Regions from separate parts of the Oryzias latipes genome. Here region 2 is linked to region 1. A link is a contact called in public Hi-C data. All regions are on one chromosome and are shown on one strand. The core of a region is the stretch at or near the end of the contact, and the rest is flanking DNA. Distances in the headings are between cores, read along the strand shown.

Region 1 (6,730 bases), core at 150-2,649:
ACTCAGAAATTGAATTTTAAGCCTAATGTTCCTACTAAGTGTCCTCCATCATCAGAAAAATACCATAAGAGCAAGCTTAAAAAAAAACTGACTTCGTCATCAAAGAAAAGTAAAAAAAGTAAAATAAAAGGACCGTTCCGAAATAAAGATTTTGAAATGAAGCTAAAATAGTACTATTTTGATTAGTTTAGTTTAATTATGTGATTTTTTATGTGTGGTAATAAAATAACTTGGTGTGATGGAGAAGAGCAAGTAAAAAAAAAGTACATTTAAAGACCCACATTTGATTAGCTACAAAAACATAAAGTGCATCAAATCAATTTAACTAAAAAAAAAAAATGAACATTTCTGTCTGAGCGTCAAAAAGTTTTTTTTCTTCTGAGATCCAGATTTGTTGCTGATTTGTGTTTGTCCTCCCGGCTGTTTTGGCATCGAGGTGAAGAGGCTGACCTTGTGGCTTATGCTCCTATTTCTGAACTTCACCAATCTGCCAGGAAACAGTGGAGGAAATATGACATGCTTTCCTTCTTTGGCCTCACGATGATCTGAATTTTTGTCTTCCTGACAAACATAAATATTTATTGATGTTTGTCAGGCAGACAAAAATCAAAAATTGTAAAAAAAAATTAGCTTTTAGTTTAAATATTTAAAAAGGAAAATGCCCTAGTAAGTGATCGTCTCCCCCTTCTGGCAGGGAATATAATGCACGGCCACGGCAACACCTGAGTCAAGGGAAACCCACAGCAGGGGCAATCTTTACCCAAGAAAGTTTGCATGCCTGGAGCATTCAGCAGCTGCCAAGTGATTGCAAGTGCTATACATCCTTGAGAGGTCATCAGCCCGCCGCAGTGCTGACATTAAAACAGACAAGCTTGAATGCTTGAACCTGCAGAAACAGTCGAAAGCGTCTCTTTGGATGACTGAAGGAAACCTTAAAGATCCCTGCTTTATCTGCAATCCAAACCTTTGACTTCTTTGAAAGGACTGCTAAATTTATTTTCTGCAGATATATTTCACAATGCACTAATTTTTAGATGCATTAGTTAAAAGGCTGTCAAATAATCAAACTCATTTTGAGTCAGTTTGTGTCTCTGTATTCTTATTTTGAGAATGGGTATTAATCCTTTTCATCACACGTTTTCTAAATGCTGCCAGCCTGGTCCTGTTGTGATACATGAATGGCATTCTGCCAAATTAATTATCTGATTCATTTAGTTGAATCCCATCTCCAGACTGTCATGATATGTAAGAGGAATATTCTGCGGGAAAACTCCAACGCAGCAGTAAAAGCCCAAATGCAAACACTAAAGGTGACAGGAGCAGCAGCAAACAGATGGTCTTTTCTTCAGAATGAGAAAAAATACAGTAAATTTCGGTTTACATCATTTGTTTAAACGGAAAATGCATTGGAATAAGTCCAGCTGACCATTTATGTATGACTGAAATGCTGACTTGACATTGTTCTTGTCTAATAATTTGCAGTAATTTGTTTTAGTCTGTTGCAGAATGCAAGGCGACCTGTTTTCCATTTCATTCTAACATATTTGGAAGAATGATTGATGGAGGGAGAGAGTGGTGGAGAGACAGAGGGGGGGGGGGGTTAAGCCCATCCGGAGGAAGAAGCCAAGAAGCTTCGGCAATTACACTTGCCAAAGCGGTTCCGTTTACCCAACAGGCTTGGCTTTTCCAACATTTAGGACTCTGACTTTGACCGTCTTGCGCGCTTTCGGAGCTACGACGGCTCCGCGTCCCCCTCCGTCCGCGCGCTGTCGGCCAGGCGCCTGGAGATCCGGGATTCTTCTGAACTTAACCGGCAGTAGCGGCAGTTGTTTGGACCGGTTCTTTTTCATAGCAGCGGATTTACAAAACCTGCACCCCCTCTACCCCTCCTCCTCCTCCCGATCGTTTTCACGGAACCGCAATGAAATTCAGCACCCTGGACAGCGACTGATCCTTTCGGAACCCTGGACAGAGACTTAACGAGGTAAGATGGTAGAGTTTAGCAGCTTTTCCGCCCTTATGTGTTGGGAAAAAAAAGGATCGTGTGAAACAAAATCACTCTGCCCTATATGAGGAATGCACTGGGACTTATCTTAGCGCCACTTTACGCAGAATCCAACCATTTGAACATCTGTGCATAGTTTGATCTTTTCCACTGAGTTATATTTGTCAAGCTGTCAGTTTACTGCTTTTACCAGTCATGCCAGATCATTCTGGAATATGTGGAAGGCTGAAAATCGAAAAGTAGGTCGATAAACCTTGACTTATTTATTTTGTATTTTTTTTCTAAAAAACTTAAGTTTAATTTAAAGCACAAAAAAAAATTAGACGCAACCAGCAGCTCGTGCCTTTAGTGTGCGCGAGAAATCAGCCCAACCACACCACCCCCACCACTGCCGCGCGCACCCTCGTGTGCACGCGGCGACACACAATCACGGCACATGGTCGTCTGTAATCCTCACGTCACCTCATCATATTTCAGAGTGACTCTTTGGTAATGAGCAGCGCTCCTCCCTTTTAGACTGCTCATTTAATTTTGGCTATTAATTTATAAGGTGTTAGCAGTCAGGTTCACCTCCTTATGGGTTTTTCCTGCTCCTGTCACCTTTTAAACCAAGTTAATCTAAAGGTTAATATGAAGGAATAACAGTTGCAAGCCCTGTGGAGCAGCCTTCTGCCTGACATGACTTCTATTTAAGGATTTTTGTCCACAAAAAAAATGACTTACTCTTCTGTCTTTAGAAATGTTCTATAACATACGTTTTCTCCTTCAAATATCCAAAATCCTAACATAAAATCCATAAATTAACAAAGAAAACGATTGTTTTAGTAATATATATGATCATTATGCAATGTAATATTTAGTCTATGTATGGAATGTGAAGAACAGACACATTTGTTTATATTCTGTTATCTCTAGCTGTTGCTCAGAATAAGTGTCCAACCCCAAGCCTGGTCCCCTTGCCTTCTCTTTGCTCAGCTGTCACACTCAAAATGTTTCTGAAGAATTAATTCCCCCAATCCAAAGGTCAAAAAATGCCTCAGTTGGGCTTGTTCTGAATAAGAAGTGTCCCTCTGGGATATATCTTTATTTTATGCTGTTGAGCAGCTTCAAAAATAATTCAACACAGATCTAAACACGTGTGAATCCAGACTGATTTTACTGAAGTTCATTAGGATTTTGATTATGTTTAATATTTGAAAGCTCTTGGCCTTGCATTAAGTGTGTCTGATATGTTGGCTTAGACTCTGAGTGACAAGAATTAAGTGGGAGCAAGAACTGTGAATCATAGTAGAGATTTTGCTACAGGGCTCTAATCCCTTGTCCTTGAACCAAAGAAAGCGCATATTGATATGCCAGTTCTGCCTCTGGGCTATTAAGCTCTGGGCGCTACTGTATAGAAACTGCCGCTCTATATCACTGGGATGATGAACTAAATGCAAATTAATCTTTCATGCTCAATTTATCATCCAATAAACAGGACGTGGATTTGAATATGAATGGTGGCCTGACAAAGGCCAGGCCCTCCATCAGCTTTTGATACCTTTCTTTAACTGTCATTCCATTGATAGAAATGGAGATGTCAGGGTTGGATGGGTAGGATACAGGATGCTTGACTTGGAGTATTTGTTGTATCTTCAGGCGTCTTTGTAGGCATAACAGTTTAACGGTTGTTTGCCACCCAGGGGGTTTGCTGGTGTTCTGTCTGAAACTGAAACTGGAACTGCAATTCACTAACAAATAAGGCACGGTATTTGGCCTTAGGGGAAGTGCTTGTAAGCCTGTGTTGGTATCCTGGACCAAGCAGACTGCTGGGCTTCAGAGTTTTGCATTACACAGATTGCAGATCCAGTAGCTTTTCATGAGTGTGCACTTTCCATGCTCTTTGCTCAGTGGATTATGTCCCAGCATGACTAGAATTCCATTTGAGGCTCTCTTTAAATTCCGTCCCATGCTGGAAACGCAATTAAATTCAATAATGCTATAAATACATGACGGGCCAGTCTGAAAATCAAGCAGGCAGAGGTGCTGAACACCCACTCGGCATCCTCTCCCCACATTCCCCTTTTCAATCATCCCAGGCCAGCAAAAGCCCCACCCCCACTCGCCCTGCTGCACAGTGAATTGTGGTCAATTTGAATGATCAACGGAAGACAGCCTGGGAGGCTATGGCTGTCAGAGGGAATATTAGGCCACAATGAGCCGCCCCAATAAAAATCTGCATGTCTGTAACGGCTGTGTCATTATTCTCGTCCCTGTGCGTGTTTCCATAGCTCCCTTTGGCACAGCGAGGAACTAGAGAAATGAGAGTGTGCTGTCTTGCTGTGCTAGGCTCTACTGGCCAAGGCTGTAGCATACTATCCTAAGCTGCGTGTTTGTGTGCTGCGCTTTGCTCTGCCGTCATTAGCTGAAACACAGCTGCGGTTGTATCTGATGCAGCAAGCACTCTGCTCATCACATTGGTTTTCAGTCACCGGTTTTCCTCTTCAGAACCCCAGTGCTTCAGAAGGGTTACAATATCACTGACATAATAGCATCTACTCAGATCAATAGCCAAATGGGGCAGTGAATCAATAGCAACTATCCTGTACAAAAATGTGGTCATGGGAGTGGCAGAGGGACAGCAGTCGGCAGCCATCTCATGTTTAACCTTGGAAATTCTTTGTTCTTTAATTATGGATGGAAAATTTGGAACTTATTTACAAGCCGTGCATTATAGATTGCTGCATCATCAATGCTAATTTGAGTTTGGCATTTTAAAAGATGGCAACACTTTTTCCCGGGTGCTGCCTCACCCTCTGATCACAAAAACAGCACCACCGTGAAATGAAAGCTGAAAGTCCATCAGTAAACACATATTAGTAGTTTGGATGTCTCTGGACTTTCCAACAACCGCTTTATGGCCCGTTTTTTTCACTAACCAGTGGTTTCTGAAATCAAGTAAGCTGTAGTGCTCACACATTCAATTAATGGTTTGTTTTCCCGGAGGAGCTCAAGAATTCATTGGCTTTTTAAGTGTTAAATGTGCTTTTATCTGAGCCAAGCCTAAAGAGCTTTCGCGATCAAACTGGGATTTTACATGCAACAAGTCAGCGGCAAAAAATATTTATGCTCTTTTATCTAAGATGAAACAACTCTTGCAATGATAGAGAAAAAAAAACTGTTGAATTATCCAACTGAAATGTGTTGTATTCTGCATCCAAAGGAAAACTTGCAGGCAAAAAAAGTAACTAGGTGAGGGTCTCAAGCGAAGCTGGGTAACTGCTGTTTTTCCTGCAGAGAGGAAAATTGCTCTGAAAAAAAAATGAGGTGTTTATCTTCCTGTCTATACATCGCTTTAGCACCACAAGACTCAATCTATGATTAGATCATGCAAAAAATGGCTCCATAAATGGCCGCTTCCCTGTTGGAGACCAATTTGTTCAGCTTGTCATGAAACACCCATGTTGGACGTTAGGAATTCAAAGACTTAACACACGAGATTTGACTGAAAGACTAAAATCTGCAACAGTTTTAGAATACGTTACTGTAAATATTAAGCAGTTCATATTTTTAGCTCAGTCAGAGTGTGTCAGATGAAAAAAAAAACATATGCAGGAGGAGCAGAAAGCCGTTCTTGTCTAAAAAACAGCAGAATTGTCACAGATGTCACAACATGCAGCATCTATAGCTGCTGCTGGCGCTCTTCCAAAGACACACCAGCACAGCCTACATCCTTTACAGCCACCCACGTTCTTCACTCACACACACCTGCACACTCCAAATCTGTGCCCCAAACAAAGTGGTCAAAAACCACACACTTTGAAATATTGGAGCCTCTGCAGCCCTCCAGGCATGTAGTTATTGGGGATGCAGAAGTGATGGGAAATCAATCAGCTCAAGTGGAGCGCCTTGGCTGAAGAGCTGAAGAGAGTCTTGTCTCTTCTAGATGCATGCTCAAACATGTGTGGTCCACTGGTGCAAACAGATTTCTTGACCAATCAGAGATCAGTGCATGCACGTACATATTTATCTGTCAGTTAATTTATGGTTAAATAAAAAATCTATACGACTGATGCAAGTAAAGGTGGCTCAAAGTGGTAAAGTGAAGGCAAATGTGATAAATAATCAGTACCTTCTCTCAGAGGTGAAACTGGTGGGAGTCGCATAGTGTGCAGCCGCATAATTTCAGAAAATCAGGATGATTATGCCGCTGGTTAAGCTGAAACTACAGTTTGCAGTCCTTTTCCACTTGTCAGTTAGCAGTAATATGTTTTGCAATTACTGACCTAACAGAACAATCTCTGTTAAAAGTTATTTCATCAGGATGTTGCAGTCTTTGTTTGAAATTTTTGTAATGAAGTACAGTATTTTCTCATTTCTGCTGAAATTCCATGCATAAAACAATCAAAAACTAGGTTTTGGGTTAACCTGCAGTCTGATTCAACACTATTCCTTCTGGCAGGCTTTTACTTTTGGCCACCAGCCTGTGCTTTCATTCCTACCTGCGTTGTTGCACAGCTTGAGAGCAGCGGTGCAGTGTGAAAGGAAACAGATCTGTTACATCTCTGTGTCAACCTCATATTTAATTCATGCACTTTATTGTTGCTCTGCAGCTGTGTATATGCTTTCCCAGGCACCCTGGCGAAAGTTGAGTCACATACAAAGATGAACAGAACAAGGTAATGTTCTGTAGCCGCAGGCTCTGGAGGATTTGAGGGTTCATAAACATTAATATGCCATATTACC
Region 2 (6,755 bases), core at 361-2,860, 300 kb before region 1:
AGCTTTGTACCTTTAAGTAATTTTAATCACAGCAAGTCAACGACTTTATCTCAAACTGAACAGGCAAAACTCCCATTTGGATGCATATATTTGCTTTTATGTTGCCATATTTGTATATGTCCATGACGGACTGACGGTGTAGATCAACACGATAAGTTAAAATGGCTTTCTTCTTCCTCATTTGTCTGATGCAGCGGTAAGGTCAGTACCGCATCTCTGAGAGTGGATTTCAGCACCGCGGACAGCGCTATCCCTCCATTTGCTGCTGCTGGGGGTTTCCCTGGCAGATTTCAGAGGGGGGGGTCCGGGCGGTCATTCCTCCATTGCTACACCACAGCCTACCACCTCCTACACGCTGGATTTCCATACGGAGGAGGTAAAATTGCGCGTCCGAGATCACCGCTTGCATGAAATATTGATCGACCGCAGCCTCACACAGGATGGACAGAGAGGAGAGGAGATGGGTTTAAAGGGAGATGAGGGGTGCGCGCGCTCGCGGGGTGAGGGGGGGGGGTGTCATTGGACAGCATATATCATGCATTCACCCCACCATCACCACCATCCTTCAATGCAACCCCCCCCCCCCCCAAATGTTTCATTTACGTTCTGATCACTGGATTCACCTGCATGATCCCAACCGTGACAAAGCAATAAGCTAAACACACAAAGTCCCTCAGACACCTACACAGACAAACTGGAAGGTAAAAAGGAGAAAGGGGAGGGGGGGTAATCAGCTTCAACATCATCCGCAGCTCCAATCTGGGTAATCCAAACGTTTGACAGGAGAGATGGCATCAAAGGGAGGCGTCAGGAGCCACGCAGCATCTCTCCATACATGCCAACTTCCCACAAAACGCACAACATGCAAGCGTTTCCACCGACAGCACCGCTGCTTTTTAAGAGGCCAACGATGCGCGCATCATCACCACATCCACAGATTCAGCAACTGTCATGAGCAACACTTCAAAAACCGCTGTGGTCAGCTTGGGTGTCAATAACGCAATCTATGGCCGGGGCATTTTCAGCAGCTGTAATTTTCAGCCCTGACAAGCCCGTCATGAATTATGCAAAACCCATAAACTGGAGCTTTTAAGGTGGAAAACGTGCAGCTGACTGACACAAACCAGCCCAGAGCGCGCGCAGTCGGCTCCAACCGCATATGATACGCGGCCGCTGTCATGGAAATGAGCGCACGCCGGTGAGGAAACAAACCGCGGCGGATGCTGCAGGAAAAGCGGGGAGACCGAGAGACACCAGAAAATAGAAAGAAAAAAAAAGATTAAAAAAAAAAAAATCAAGCCGCCGTCACGAACATCCGGACTGAGAGCCGGCGCGGATCATTCGAGTGATACAAAACTAAAGCATGAAAGAATCCATCCGCGTTTACCTGTCAGGACTCCAACCCTGATTTGGTGGTCGTGGTTCGTTAAAATCATCCCGTCTGACGCCATGTTCAGCAGCGCTGTCGCCCGCACCGAGAACTCACGGCAGGGCCCAGAGCCGATCGCATCGAACTTGGAGGAGAGAGGGAGGGGAGGGTGAGGAAGAGGAGGAGAAACAGAAGGAGGAGGGATGGGATACGGCAAGATTCAGCCAGACGAGGCAAGTAGAAAGCCGAGTGATCATCGGGTCCTCTACGGAGAAGAAGCAGGCAGGATGTGTGGCTTGTTAAAGGGGAAAAACGCGCACACACTCCCGCTGGCCGCCTGCCATAGTAGTAGTGTGGAGCCTTGATTAATTGTTATGAAAGAGCATTTCCTTCTAAGCTTTTGAAACAGACGGACACTGCATCCAGCAGGTCTGCACACCTCTTCTTCATGCATCTGGAGCCATTTTTAGAAACGCCGAGGAAGAAAAGGAAAAAAACAACAACAACACCCAGCTGAGATAAACACCCCCTTTCCAGTCATTTAAAACACACCCGCTTGTTTTTCAGATTCACCCCAAATCCTCCATCAGTCCTCTACCTAAAGATGCCACCTGATTCATCAGGTGAAAGAAAACCCTAAGGAACAAGAACAACACTCAGGAGTGTTGGCATTTCCATACTGGGCTTTAAAGAAAACCATCACCTGCAAAATGCAACAAGACATCAAGCTGTTAGGGTGCATATGTGTAACAGGATGAAATCTGTCTGTTTTAGTTTCACCAAATATTGGCTGTCCCTAAGTTTCTTTCCCCCCTGTATTCAGTGTTGGGTTGATAGCCCCTCCTCCTTCGCTGGTTTGGCGCTTGTTTTCCCTTTCCCCTTTCTGTTTTGTTGACCAGCGGGAGAGGTGGGTGTCCTGTAATGTTAGCGATATGAATCCTCATTTTATGTTAGTTATGTCCAATATTCTCTGTAATTGTTTGAAATTTGTTATGAAAATACAAAAGCCTTTATAGATGTTGACTGTTTATTTCAGTATAAGAATTTCCTGAGCTCCCTCTACCTCTCACCGTCATGTAGGAGCTAATAAGGAATGCCAACACGGTTTCTATTTTCTTTTTGGATAATTGTCAGATCTGCAATAAACGAAGGTGGTCTCCAATGGTGCGGCTGTGTACTGACATCTTTTGACTCCCTAAAACACAACGCAGAAGTGATCCGGATACATATGCTTTCATGATGCACAATTTCTTCATTATTCTAACAATAATCTCTTTTTCATGCATCATTAATGCACACATAGTATCAGTGGAGTAAATGGGGGCATATTTTTTGAGTTTACAGACTCAATTTAAAAACAATAAAATCCATAATTCATGACAATTATTTCCACAATTCATGTGCCATTGTAGCGTTAATGTGTGGCATTAAACCAAAAGTTACAAAGTTATTTTCTTTTTTGAAACCTTCACATTACGTTTTGAATATAGTGTAATTCCTACATCATTGAAAACAACCTATGGAATGGGCAAATGCTCCAGAGAATACTTAAAGTCGGGAGTTGCATTTACATGGGAGCTGTATTCATCAAAAATCACAATCAGGCTCTCGGTTCCTTCCTCCCTGCTTTGCTCTCACACACACCTATTTTGATCCAAAGCTGGGAAAACTTTCCTGGGAAGCTGGAATTCCCCTGTAAGCAAGAATAGAGCAAACAGTATGGCAGCAGAGAGATGAGGAAAGGAGCAGAATGGGGGCCGTCAGGCTGCAGACATCAGGGACCCCATCTGGTGTTCAGGGAGCCATGCTTATGTAAGGTGAGAATAGGTAAACTCTTGCACAAGTGTGTTAGTATAATTGGCTCACAGTCACTGCTGCTGCTAGTTGCCCATGGATAGGTGATGAGGAGGCAATTCCCATCACTGCCCCAACCCCCACTATCCATCACAATAATAAGAGCCTCCACAAACAGAGGTAGCTGTAAGTAAATGCAACTCCTTCCTTGAGCTCTGGGAAGTCCCCTCACTCTCCAGATGCAAACAAAAGAAGCTGTCAGAGGACAGCAGTTTGGCTGTTTGGGTTATGCAACATTAGAGTGGCTTAAGTGGCAGTTCTAAGCTGCTGGGACATGTGGCACAGACGGAAAATGGTACAACTTTTCAAACAGATGTTTTTTTTAAAGCTCTGTTACAATTTCCGCTTTATGGCTTACACTAAACGCTTGCCAAGTGGCTAAAATAAAAAATAAGAAAAAGGGAAAGATTCCTCAAATTCTATGAAGAATGCAGGACAAAGCCTGTTGCCAAAGAGCCATAAAAGCTCACTTACTCTGACCAACGACCCCAACACTGTCCTTAAAGTTGTTTAATGAACGATAAAGCACACACATGCAATTTATTTGAGTTCCACAAAGTTAAACATCACTCTGTTGTTGTAGCTGATTTTATATAGGTCAAACAGCATCCTGAATATCAAATGAGCTATTTGATAAGCTGCCATCGTGTCTCTTTCTTGGAGGGAGTCGAGGGATTTCTGTCGTTTACAAAGGGGACAGTAATTTTTCGTCGCAGACCGTTACTCCTGTTGTATATGGTCTTGGAAACATGCCCTACAGTGGTCACAATGGCAGTCTGTTCTTTAATTAAAAAGAAAAAAAAAACAGATGGGGGGAGGTTTAACAAGAAAGGAAAACATACCTTAGGGAATATTTGACAATATCTCTTAATGCTGTCCCCAGAATACCTGACCAAATTTAGCTGAAGATGGGGGAACTAAACAAAAAAACTTAACAGAGAAGCAAAAAAAAAAGAAGTGTTAAGACCAATCAAGAACAGACGTGAAGAAGAAGAATATTAGGCAGCATTCTGACGAATGCAGGATCTCTGTCGTCTCCCAACACCATTACAGCACCGCAGAACATCGCCCCGGGGCTTTAGAATCAAACCCATTACATCTGATACTGTATCTCTCTGCTCAGAATTAATGCAATGTCGACTTGCCTTCTCCAAAGCTGGCCAGTGTCGCATAGCATAGCTGCTTAAAGAGCTGCATCCCAAGGAAAAAGAGGACAGAAGAGCGAGGGGCTGAGAATCCGAGAGGAGGAAGGCTGGCTCCAGCTCAGGGCTTCATTTCACATTTTCAATTTTTATTGAAACAAGGCCTTCTGTCTGTCTATCAACTTGCAGTATATATGGGACTGTTCACACAAGAAGGGGTCTGTATGTTTACACAGGGGCCCTGTAGTCCATTTGCATAATTAACAGACTGGCATTTGAAAGGCAGAATGTCAGCACAAACAACCTTGGACACCAAACTACCTCAGGTCATTTTTTTTCAGCCGCATAATTGGCTCCTAATGCAGAGGAGATAAACACAGAGATTTTCTGCCCTTAAAGAAAAAAAAAACTCCACTCCTTAATGGGCTCAGCACTCCCAGAATCCTGGCGCTCATTACGGGCCAGGTTGGATGTTTGGAAGTTTAAGAATAAAAACAGGATTTATTTCAACACTGAAGTGAAATAATTTCTCCATAGACTTGGTTTTTGGTTCGGCTACCCTGACGGACAAAAAAGGCCACACGTCCATTATCTGTATGCTTAGTGTTGCTCCAGATGCAATGTTTTTATAAAGGCCTTTTTTTTCTGTGCAACATAGCTGGCTTAACACATCGTCTCTGTGCTGCATCCTGAGCTAATCTCACCTGACTGTATGCAGTTTTAAGGAATTTGACAAATTACATTTGTGGCATGAGCCGATGCAGAAACACTAGATTTCATTTCACTGCTGCAGCGTAGCCGTTTTTTTTACCTTGAATTTGCATTTAAACAAAGGGAAGTTCTTGTAGTCAATCTGTGAGAAGACTCAAATAGGTTTTCTCTTCCCGTGCTTCTCCTTAAATATAAACTATATTTCAGCGTTTGCAGACAACTTTACCAAAGTTCAATTCTGCATGAATATTTTGCGGTTACCTTTCAAGTAGGCAGCTTTAACAGCGGAGTAGCCCCAGTGTTTGATGGCAAAAACTCATGTTACTAAATGAGCAATGGTTTATAGAAATTTAATATTTACCTTTATGCTATTTAAAGTCAAAAACTGCTTGCAAAGCCATATTTTTATATTTTGTTTTGCACACATAAAAATACAAGTCAACCTATGAAGAAAGCAGCTTGATGGTTAATTACAGGACTTGCGCATGGAAAACCAAGGGGCGGGATGAACTTCATCCAGTATGGGTTCTTGGGCAAGAACCTTTGTGCTACTGTCCAACTATGTAGCCACAGGGGCATGTATATCCCAGCCCGGATATACAGTAATGCAGGGTTGTGTCAGGAAGGGCATCCGGCGTAAAAATCTCTGCCAAACCATTTGTATGACCCCTGAAGGGATACACTGAAGGGTGGACAACAACAAATAATATAAGAAGACTTGTTACACCACAGGTCTAGGGGCTTATAAATGGATGTTACATAAAGGTAAAAGGAACAAATTAAGACAGACAAAAACCTCCCACTGCAGCAGACAGCAAAAGAAAATGACAGAAAACACTCCCAAAGTACAAAAAAACCCCAAATTACGGCCTCAGCCATAACAAGCATGTTTTTGGACTGTGGGAGGAAATTGGAGTTCCTAAAGAAATCCCACAAATGACAGTGAGAACATTTAAAGTACACACAGAAAAGGATTGAACTACGAACTTCTTTTTATGAGTTGACAGCGCTAACCACTGTGCCACCTTGCAGTCCCTTCCGTTCTGTACGTTTATTTTTAAACCAATCTAATACCATTGATGATTGTTTTAAAAAAGCCTCACGTCAGAGACTACTTGATTGATTATTCAGATCTGAATTAGATTCATGATGAACATGACTTATTTTGGTGCACACTTTTGTCAGATAAAATGTAACCTGTCAGTGGTTCTAAACCCCCCCAAAATGCACTGCGCCCCAATGGCATTAATACAGCTTTCATGAAACACCGTATAGAAGCAGTTTGTGCATTTATTTAACAGTGAACCCTTTATTTTTGCATCATTTCAGTGTCTACGAATTCTCCTAGAAAACAGTAAAATTATAAGTTCAACAGCATGCTAAAAAAAAAGTGAAAAACACAATAGACTTATGGACACATCAAATTTTCAGTAGAATCCCAGTACTCTGTTAGCAGCTTTTAACACTAATGCATCATTGTACAGATAAATATTAAACTTAATTTGACATTTTCATTTTGTGCCTTTCTAGAGTGGTTTTTTTCCATATGGAAATGCTTTTATTTAGCTATTTACTTTGATAGATTAAAACAATAAAAAAGTTACAAATGACAAACCTCCTGCAAATAGGAGTAATAATTATTCACCACGGTCTAAAAAAAACACAAATCATACTGAATG

Evidence for each region. Hi-C and Micro-C count contacts between places; a contact is called where the count stands out from the background.
Region 2: a contact with region 1 is called in a Hi-C map of embryo, with 3 times the contacts expected there. The contact joins the promoter of gphn here to the promoter of tmem121 in region 1. A contact is called at or near these places in 2 of 5 Hi-C or Micro-C datasets (both in embryo).

Annotation. Positions count from the first base shown.
Region 1 is chr24:5,449,851-5,456,580 of ASM223467v1, reverse strand. tmem121 (transmembrane protein 121) reads left to right here and starts at 1,399. Exons shown (of 2, transcript XM_004083426.4): 1 at 1,399-1,984.
Region 2 is chr24:5,753,185-5,759,939 of ASM223467v1, reverse strand. gphn (gephyrin) reads right to left here and starts at 1,610. Exons shown (of 25, transcript XM_023953011.1): 1 at 1,388-1,610. The coding sequence starts at 1,451.